Linked DNA regions of Mus musculus: all the other regions are linked to region 2. Evidence: chromatin contacts called from public Hi-C and promoter capture Hi-C data. All regions are on one chromosome and are shown on one strand. Each heading gives the region's core, a stretch centred on a gene start, on an enhancer-like site or on the middle of the called end of the contact. The rest is flanking DNA. Distances are from core to core; before and after follow the strand shown.

The links. Promoter capture Hi-C pulls out the DNA fragments that hold promoters and counts their contacts. A called contact is a pair of places that touch in the nucleus more often than the background predicts.
Region 1: a Hi-C map of the N1E-115 cell line shows a contact between it and region 2, with 5 times the contacts expected there. The contact joins the promoter of Dbh here to the promoter of Adamtsl2 in region 2. A contact is called at or near these places in 19 of 39 promoter capture datasets (the 3T3-L1 cell line, 3T3-L1-derived adipocytes, the C10 cell line and 13 more), 2 of 15 datasets of contacts at CTCF or cohesin (large pre-B cells and pro-B cells), 6 of 484 Hi-C or Micro-C datasets (the N1E-115 cell line, cerebral cortex, cortical neurons and 3 more), 3 of 115 datasets of contacts at active chromatin or transcription factors (double positive thymocytes, embryonic basal ganglia and embryonic stem cells) and 4 of 9 other capture datasets (adipose tissue, liver, macrophages and 1 more).
Region 3: a contact with region 2 is called in a promoter capture Hi-C map of neural stem cells. The contact joins the enhancer-like site here to the promoter of Adamtsl2 in region 2. A contact is called at or near these places in 11 of 39 promoter capture datasets (the C10 cell line, the SN4741 cell line, cranial neural crest and 5 more), 4 of 484 Hi-C or Micro-C datasets (the HL-1 cell line, bone marrow-derived macrophages, cardiomyocytes and 1 more), 10 of 115 datasets of contacts at active chromatin or transcription factors (CD8 T cells, T-cell acute lymphoblastic leukemia, VIP interneurons and 7 more) and 4 of 9 other capture datasets (adipose tissue, embryonic stem cells, liver and 1 more).

What each region holds. Positions count from the first base shown.
Region 1 is chr2:27,164,017-27,166,893 of GRCm38.p6, forward strand. Dbh (dopamine beta hydroxylase) reads left to right here and starts at 1,491. Exons shown (of 12, transcript NM_138942.3): 1 at 1,491-1,850. The coding sequence starts at 1,500.
Region 2 is chr2:27,077,464-27,080,709 of GRCm38.p6, forward strand. It overlaps Adamtsl2 (ADAMTS-like 2), which reads left to right and starts at 1,916. Exons shown (of 19, transcript NM_029981.2): 1 at 1,916-2,110.
Region 3 is chr2:27,197,355-27,200,404 of GRCm38.p6, forward strand. It overlaps Sardh (sarcosine dehydrogenase), which reads right to left. Exons shown (of 21, transcript NM_138665.2): 18 at 175-337. Among named protein-coding and RNA genes, the nearest start is that of Dbh, 33 kb to the left of the region's middle. Within about 2 kb of position 1,662, at least 52 of the 459 cell types and tissues checked have an H3K27ac peak or open chromatin away from gene starts, as enhancers often do. A contact at or near this core is called in CD8 T cells, double positive thymocytes, heart atrium and 1 more, where this site is marked.

The DNA.
Region 1 (2,877 bases), core at 241-2,740, 86 kb after region 2:
CAGCGTTCCAGCCTTGTTCCTAGCTGCAGAACGGGAGTGCTTTTTGAATCTGTTAAAAATAAATGTGTGTGTGTGTGTGTGTGTGTGTGTGTGTGTGTGTGTGTGTGTCACTCTGCTGTTTACTAAGAACCATGCTTCTCCTCTGAGCATCGAGCGCAACTGTTGCTCTCAGGCTGGATCCAGGAAAGGGACACTACTTGCTGCAGTCAGACTCCTGCTCAGCAGCCCTACCCTTCTTAGGAACCGACCTGGCCCTCGCTGCCCCAGGTGGCCCTAAGAGCTCATTGAAAACCAGGATGTGGCTAGCTAAGCCACACCCCACTCAGAGCCTGTGACTCTTGTCCTAGCTTGTGCAGAACAATGTGCCCATTAGCCCTGGTCATTCTGCCTATCTGCTTTCCAGAGCAGAGTTGGGACTATCTGGAGATCTCACCTGTGTGCAGGACTGAGGTCCCGTTTCCTCTGTAGAACAGAGCTCAGTGAAGAATCGGCCTTGCTGGCCAGAGGCTCAGGCTGGGCTACTGTGTTTCTGAGAAAGAAGCAGGAAGAAAAAGAGGGAGAGAAGGAAGGAGAGAAGGACTCACAACTAGGTTGGAGGGACCTATAGTCACAGTGAGGTACAGAGGTGGATGGCTTTGGATACAAGCAGCAGACCAAGTAGAATTTCCTGGTGTTGGAGGTATGGACAGTACTGGTTCTCATCATGAGACAGACAGGGCTGAGCAATAGGAAGGCCAACCTGTGCAGGGGCCCTATGGCAGGTTTGGGAGGGACAGCGCTGGGTACAGCTGACCTGAGAAGCAAGAGGAAGCCCTGGGTTTGAGAGCTTCAGGGAGATGGGAACAGGTATGTCCCCCACCCTCCTTTCCCCTAAGTACTGTCCCTACAGCCACGAGAGCCCATTCACCCCTTTCTGCCTGCCCTGCTGTCTCTGCACCCACTCCTTCTGTAGCAGCCGTGGCGCCAGCTGGAGCCCGTGGGGAAACAGGAGAAAAAGTGGGAACAGCCGGCCTTGGAGAGAGTGTCTAAACACGGACTATTTGGGGACTGCCTTTTATTTTTAGTTTGAAACTTATCCACCCCCCAGTATTGTTAAAAACAAGAGCCAGGAACCCACCACTCACTGTCACTCAGGAAAGAGCCCCTTAGACCTCAGTTGGAGCAGGTGGAGAGGACCTGGTATCTGGCTGCCTATGAGGCCCTCCGCAGGGCGTGGCTGGAGGTGTCCTTAGGACCTATGTCTGCAGAGAGTAGCTGTTTCCAACAGGCGTCAGAGATTTGTTGGAGGACATCAGCCACTCTGCTTCGATTCTCCTGAAGATGTCCATGTGTCATTAGTGCCAATTAGGGGAGATGTGTTTGCCCCAGGGCATGGACTGGTGGGAGGGCCACCAAGACAATTCAATTCCCCACCAGACAAATGTGATTAGGTGCAGCCTGGCCCAACCCCACTGGACAGGCATAAATGGCAGAGTGGGGTTGGGGTGCTCATCCCTGCCATGCAAGCTCATCTCAGCCACCAGCCTTGTTGGAGCAGCCTCCCAAGCCCCAGTGTCCGTGAGGCGGCTTCCATGTACGGCACTGCTGTGGCCATCTTCCTGGTCATCCTGGTGGCTGCACTGCGGGGCTCGGAGCCTCCAGAGAGCCCCTTCCCCTACCACATCCCCCTGGACCCCGAAGGGATTTTAGAGCTCTCATGGAACGTCAGCTATGTCCAGGAGATCATCCACTTCCAGCTCCAGGTGCAAGGGCTGAGGGCTGGGGTCCTGTTTGGAATGTCAGATCGAGGAGAGATGGAGAACGCAGATCTCATCATGCTCTGGACTGATGGGGACAGGGCCTACTTTGCGGTGAGTCCTCTGCCATCTTTCTGTCTTGTCCTCACGTCCATACCCCCCCCACACACACACACACAAGCTGGCTAGCTTCATACAGCCCTGCTCTACAGTCAGCAAAGAAAGCTTGCCTACTGCTTCTGTGTTTGATGTCACTAATCTGAATTAAGCCCTTCAGCGTCATAAGGACACTCACTAGAGAATGGAACAGTAAGTAGTCTCTCCTTGAAATCCTTGACTACACCCCCAAATAATGGTTGCAGCAATCCTAAGGACAGTAAGGGCAGATGGAGGACCCACATGCCATGAGTCCCCACCCACCCACACACACATGAGTAGAGACCCTGCATATCCTCCAGTTTTACAAATAGCAACTCCATGCCACACTACCAGTACATGTGCACCTGTTGTGGGCCAGGTGGCATATGGCTGAATAGAGCAGGCAGTATGCACACCAGCTTGGGACACAGAAACACGCCTTCTGTGCTATACTCAATGATGGTAAAGGTAGACACAGATACCACTGCAACCCGGGTGTGGGACAACCCCATCCTCACCACACAAGCTGAGCCCAGGCCAACAGAATGCCTCTGGTTCCTTCTGTTCAAAAGCTACCTGAACATCTGCATGCTAGGGTAGCAAACAGGAAATCTCCTACAGACCGGAGCATCCTTCAGGGCCCCTACAAGCTACAGGGATCAGTAGACGGAGGATAGATACCCACACATATCCTCTGTGGTTCTACTCTTTGTCCTCCTACCTCTACAGAGGGATGGACCATCAGGGCCTCTTCGGGATAGAATCTAACTCTGCATCTACAAGAGAAGAGATGGTTTCTTTATCCGATCATGTTTCTTCTTCATACTAGGCTAGCCTCAGCTTTGTGTTAATCCTCCTGCCTCAGCTTCCCCAGTGTTGGGATTATAGGTGTGAGCTACTAAACCTGACTAGGAGATGCTCTCTTGAGCTGAGCATGGCAGCAGCCACTCTCCCTGTTTCACAGTGAGGCCAGGCATTGGCTCAGAACTGTCAGGCAGGGTGA
Region 2 (3,246 bases), core at 666-3,165:
GGGAACACTCTGAAGATGCAGGGTAGGGGAGGAACCTGGTTGGGGGGTGGAGTTTAGTCTTTTTCAATCTCTCTGAAATCCTCAGCCCATTGTGGACCAAGTAGTTATGACTGCCAGGGAGTCTTGGATATGGAAGTTCCTAAGGATCTTCCATAGGGAAATGAAGGCATAGCTAATGCAGGAAGCCAGTACCTAGAGAGTCACACACTCGTGGGCATCACAAAGGCAACGATACATCTCCACAGGTCTGTCTTCCAAGTGGCCAGGCCAAAGGAAGATGCCGAGTGGGCATGTCAGTTGGCTGTGGGGTCCCTCCCAAGGGAAACTGTTAGTCACCCCGGCGCTGGAGCATGTGGAAGCCAGAAGTGCCAGGAGATCTTGGGTCGGCTCCAGGGTGTACAGGGTCTGGTAGTCAGCCAGGGTGGAGGAGAAGTGGCAGAGGCTTCCAGAATAAGGGAGATCTGATCTGGGTCTGCCAGTGAGATCCTGTGCACATGTACATGCATGTGTGTGTGTGTGCTGTGTGTCAGGTTGTAGAATGTCTGTGCTTCTTCTTATTGGCCCCAGGGGGGCAGTGTGAGCCTGGATAAGGGTCATGGGAGGTCAGGGTGACAGAGAACAGAAGCTGAATACCTTAAGGTCAGTCACTACTGAACACCGGCAGAGTGAGAGCTGACCCTCTGCCCCCTGTCGCAGTCTAAGCTGGGAGAGCCAGCCAGCATCTTTGAAGAACCAGGCAGAAGGAGAGGGTGTGTGGCAGAGCAGCGCCGCAACCTGTATCTGTCACAACTTTGACTGGTGGCTTTAGCAGACCACTCCACTTCCCAGCCTCAGTTTCTCCTCGGTAAAGTACAGATGATGAAGATGCTTGTCACCTGACTCAAGCCTCACAGAGAGGCTGGGTGCTGATTGGTTTTTGCTGGTTGCTTTGTTCTTGGCTGCGGTCTGGTGGTCAGACACAAGACTTCCCCCAGGGTATCACTCTTAGCAGCCCAAAGAGGCAGCTGAAGAAGCTTATCATCTAGCACAGAGGGAGGGACAAGAGGGAGGGACAGAGAAAAGGAGAGGACTTCCAGTCCCCACTACAGGGACAGAGGCATGGATGAAATGGCTCAGCCAGCTTGTGGGATGTTGTTTCAGAATCACTTAGCATTTGAAGGTGCCTGTTTTCCAGGACGGGGTGCTTCAGAGAGCAGGAAATGTCAGAGCAGACATCTCATCATCCAAAGTCCTCTTGGATTCATAAGACTTCAGCTCTAGCTCAGCAGGGACAGAGCTCTTGAGTCCTGCTTGCTTGCCAATAGCTGCCCAGCTGCTGTGGGGTCCAGCCAAGCTGGTACCAAACATCTGCAGAATACCCCGTGCCGACGATCTTCCTAGACATCTGGTCGATAGGCTGTAGCCACCTCTTCCTCTCCCTGGAGCCATTGGTTGGTTGATCTCTGGATGTATCTCAGTTCCTCCGTTGTTCAGGTCTGTTTTCCAAGGACGGAGGGTGGCCTGCACCCGTGCAATGTCTGGACCTCTGTGTCTTCCCTGTGAACAGGAGCCGAAAGCCTGGACATCACATGGTTTCCAGCCTTCTCTGGAAGCTGAAGTTAGATGGGTGGGTCAAGGGGGCTCCGCTCCACCACTGCCAACCTCCCTCCACATGACCTCAGGCTAATTGATCCATTAGGGTCAGTCACTCTGGACCTAGGCAAGCCAGTCTCAGGCTCACTCACTGATCCTGGACTGTGGCAGCAGCAGCCAGCAGGCAGCTGGACAGCCTGGCCATACTCCAGAGGAGCAGAGCGGGTTAAAGTGTGCGCCCGGCCAGCCGCCAGCAGGCTGGGCGGGGGAGCAGCGGTGGGAAGTGTGAGTTCCTCCCCGTCTGCCTGACAGCTATAAAGGCAGCTGCGGCCACAGAGCAGCCACTGGGCTGAGAGCCCCTCCTGGGAACCCCCTCCCTTGAATGCTCTTTGAAGTGGGAGAGGGAGGCAGCTGGGGAAGCAGGACCAGAGACAGGCAGAGCCCGCACATCTCTGCACTCACCTTCCTGCACCGTGCACCTGGCAGTAGCTCTCACCCTTTTCTCTAAAAGGAGGACAACCTGCTGACCCTGGGTGAGGTAGGCCACTACATACTTGTCCCTGCTCATACTGTGGTCTTTGGGAGGTGTGAGATGTAGCTTATCCCAGACCAGCCAAGCTGTTCAGAATGGGGGCCGGGGGATGTCCCAGCCCCTGGTGAGGGTATTCAACCACAGAGAAAGGGGGGAACAACCTATGCCACACAGTGGCAGGGTGGTCCTGAGGCAACAACCTTGGTACTAGCAGTTGCTGTCTGGTCTGCAAAGCCATGCTGTGGTGGGCCTGTTGAAGGTTTTGGACCCTAGGGAGAGATGGATCCTGTTTGAGCTGGACTTGGCTGGAATCCAGCAGTGTCTGGGAGCCTTAATGAAAACCAAGTGTGAGGCTGACTGGGCACCTGTCTTTGGCAGCAGCAGGGACTGGGGAGCCATGGAGGCTAATGGGACTGTGTGAGATGGGGACTCTGTGCTGGAGTGAAAATAGGGACTCAGATGGAGACCTTCAGTGTCGGGGGTGGGTGGACGTAAGGGTGATGCTGACCAAGCTCCTGGACACCTGCAGGAGAAGGAGGGAGGGAGGGAGAAAAAAAGGGAGAGGGAGAAGGACAGAAGGACAGTAGGACAGTAGGACAGTTGGTATCAGGGCTTCGAGGGTGCTGACCATTTCCAGACTTTCTTCCCCTGGAATTGCTGGGTGCGACTGAGTCCCTAAGTTTGCTCTGTGGTGTGTGTGTGTGTGTGTGGTGGGGGAGGGGGCAGTAGGCTACCTTGTTGTGTGGCTTTGGGCAAGCTGCCTCTTTTTTCTGAAGCCCATTGTCTAACTCACCAGCAGATGACACCCACCTGGGACAAGCTACATTAGCTTCCTTTCTAGGACAGGGTTTAAATTGAGGTGCGCAGCAGCCATTCTGAGAGTTGGAGCAGCAAGGCTGGAAGCTCTCTTGATTTGATTCACCGTAACCCTTGGTGGGTGTTTGGGTTTGAGGGGCTGTTTTGTTGGAAGGGAATCAGGAGCCAGGTGCAGGCTGTACCTCCTTCTGCCCCTCCTCCATATCTCTGTTCTCTCAAGAGAGAAGGGCCCTGAGACAAAGTTTGGAGCTAAGACGAAAGGATGGAGACTTACCATCCAGAGACTACCCCACCCGGGGATCCATCCCATAATCAGCCACCAAACC
Region 3 (3,050 bases), core at 412-2,911, 120 kb after region 2:
AGTGCAGGTATTGGGACCCCATGCATAGATGGGGGGGGGGGATGTTGAGAAATTGCACAAGGCTGGGAGATAGAGGGACTTATGAGGTGAAAATCTAAACACCAGTGACAGGAGTGTCCTCGGCTTTCTGGTGCCTTGACTGGCTTCCCAAGGCCATATCAACCTTGGGCTCACCTTTCTCGATGCTCAGGGAGTCGATGGCACGGTAGCCTGCGTTGACTAGGCCATGCCTCGCACCTGCAGCCATCACAGCCCGGTACACTGGCAAGCAGGATGCCCGGGGTACATGCAGCTCCCATCCCAGCTCCCCGACAAAGGACAGCCTGATGGCCCGGACCTAGGAAGATGAGGGCATGGGTTAGATACAGCTGCCTCAGGTTGCCTTGCCCAGGCACAGGCTGCCACTTGCCAGCAGTCACTGAGAAATGGGACTTTCTGAGGAGTGTTCACAGAAGCTGAGCTGGGAATCTTCAAATGAAAGAGAAGAATTGAATGCAGAGAAAGGGAGACAGTCTCCACCCTACCCCCCCCCCCACCTCACCTCAGGAGTGACCAGCAGGTTCCCTGTGGTCAAGCTGGTGACCAGAAACTGGGTGGGCTTAAACAGATAACAATGAGCTCCAAGTCTATTCTGGGGGTTCACAGCTTTAGATCAGGGTGTGGTCAAGCCATGCCTAGGGGCTCAGGAAACAACTTCCTGGTTTCTTCCAAAGCAAGGGCTCCAGCAATGGTCCAGGGGTACCTGTGTCACTCAGTATCTGCAGCCCTCCTTCCACTGCCACCATGCCCTTATTTCCTCAAGACACTTTTGCCAGGTGCTTTGTCACAGCAGCAAGATGGTGACTATGCGCACTCCCTCATTCAGTCCCATCTGCCAGGACCTTATCTCCAAATATGGCCACAGCCACAGGTTCTGCCATCATGAGCCCAGGCTCTCATTTTAAAAAGCCTCCAGCCTCTTCCACCCATGGAAAGCAGGTGGGAAGTTGATAGTTCATGTCCTGCCTGGGCCAATTCAGGGTCCTGAATACATCATTCTAGAAGCCACATGAACGAATAATGTGGGTTCCAGAAACTGGGGCTCACAAACAAAGGAATGATATCACCATTTATCTGCTGCCCCCATGCTGAGACCTTCACACACATCCCACTTAATCATAGCCATGCAGGAAGGGCATTGAGGCCCATGTGGGAAGAGCTGGAGTCAGGGAGGGCATTTCCACACCCACACAGCCAATACAATGGCTCCCTTCCTCAGAAGATACAATCTTCCAAACTTTTAGGTACATGTACCAAGCCCAATCAACCAAACAGCTGATGCCCACTTCCCCAGCCTTCAGGCAGGTTGTGAGATGTGTGAGTGAGTGCCCCAAGAGTGCACACCAGCCCAGGATCACTGCTCAGCTCATCAAAGGGATGTGGGAGGGCTCAAAACACCGCACAAATAGAGGTGGCCAGGCCAGCGCTGCTGCCCCTGTGCTGGCTGGGCAAAGGAGCTACCCTGCTGTCTGACCACTAAGCCAGCACCTTATGACCCTGCTAGTCTAATCACACAGCCACTGAGAAACTGGGTTCTTGAGGCCTTTGAAGCAGGCTGGCCTTGTGAAAAATAAACCTTAAACTGATGCAGAAACAGTGCTGTTGACATTTCCTGTCTCTCTGTGCAAGCTGTGGGCCCCTGACAAAGACGGCCTTGTCACCAGGGTGCTAATTTTAGACAGCCCTGAAGGAGCTTGGGGCTCAAAGCCAGTGTCATTTTGAAGCAGGGAAAGTCATTTGAAAGTGCACCCAGCCTCCCTGTTCAGACACTTCTCATCCAGCCGAGCACACAGGTGGGTGATGACCATGGATGCTTGAGATCACCTGACCTCAGTGGGACGCAAGGTAGCCAACTTCTGGGTCTCCGCTACAAAGCCACGTGGCCCATGGCAGGTGCCAAGAAGAAAATCCAGAGAGAAGGTGGTAGGCCCTTCTCCCTACTGGCACAGGGAGAATTTGGAGAAGTTTGTGTACCTTCTAGATCCATAGATCATGAGTGCCTGGGTGCCTTACATTTTTCCCAGGGCAGATCTCATTTCCTCCCATAGTGGCACACAAGGATGGAACAAGACTGAGAACAAACTCATTTTTCTCACCACTATGGGCCAGACACCTCCATGCTACCTCGAAGGCCTTTGTGGCCCATCTAAGCAATGTGCTTCAGGCAGGGTTTGTGAGCAGCAGGATTACAGAGAACTCCATGCCTGGCATAGATTCACCTGCCATCAGATGCTGGCCCAGGCACTTGCACCACCGTGTTCATTGCTGCTTGAGGAAATGGAACCAGCCAAGATGGCCATCACTGAATGGACGGATGGTACATAGAAAAACCAGTCCTGCCTGGTGCTGCTGGTGGCGCACTCAGGAGGTAGAAGTGGGTGGATCTCTGTAATTTGAGGCTAGCCTGTTCTACAGATAGAGTTCCACAACAGCCAGAGCTACATAGAGAAATCCTGTCTCAAAAAAAAACCAAAGCAAAGTATTTGTCTCAAAAAAAAAAATTAAAATTAAAAAAAAAAATCTTTCACACCCAGCAGTGGTGGGGCACGCCTTTAATCAGAACAGTCAGAAAGCAGAAGTGAGTGGATCTCTGAGTTCCAGGCCAGCCTGGTCTACAGAGTGAGTTCCAGGACAGCCTGGTCTACAGAGTGAGTTCCAGGACACAGAGAAACCCTGTCTCGGAAGAACAAAACAAAACAAAATCTGTTTTTTTTTTCTTTTTTTAAGCGAAGCAGGGTGGAGGTGGTAACTCTTTGGGTAAAGGCTCCTGAGTGCCACCTCCAGGATCAACACAATGGAAGAACAGCATTGACTCCTCCAGGTTGTCCTCTGACCCCCACAGACGTGCCATGACACATGTGTCCTCACACACACAAAATAGTAATGACAATTGTAATTTAGAGTTTAATGCTGGCGAGGATGTAGAGAAGTCAGAAGTTTTATGTTTGCTCGCAGGGCCATGAAATGGTGCTGTTACCATGAAGAGTGTAACACCCTCTTAAAATTTTAAA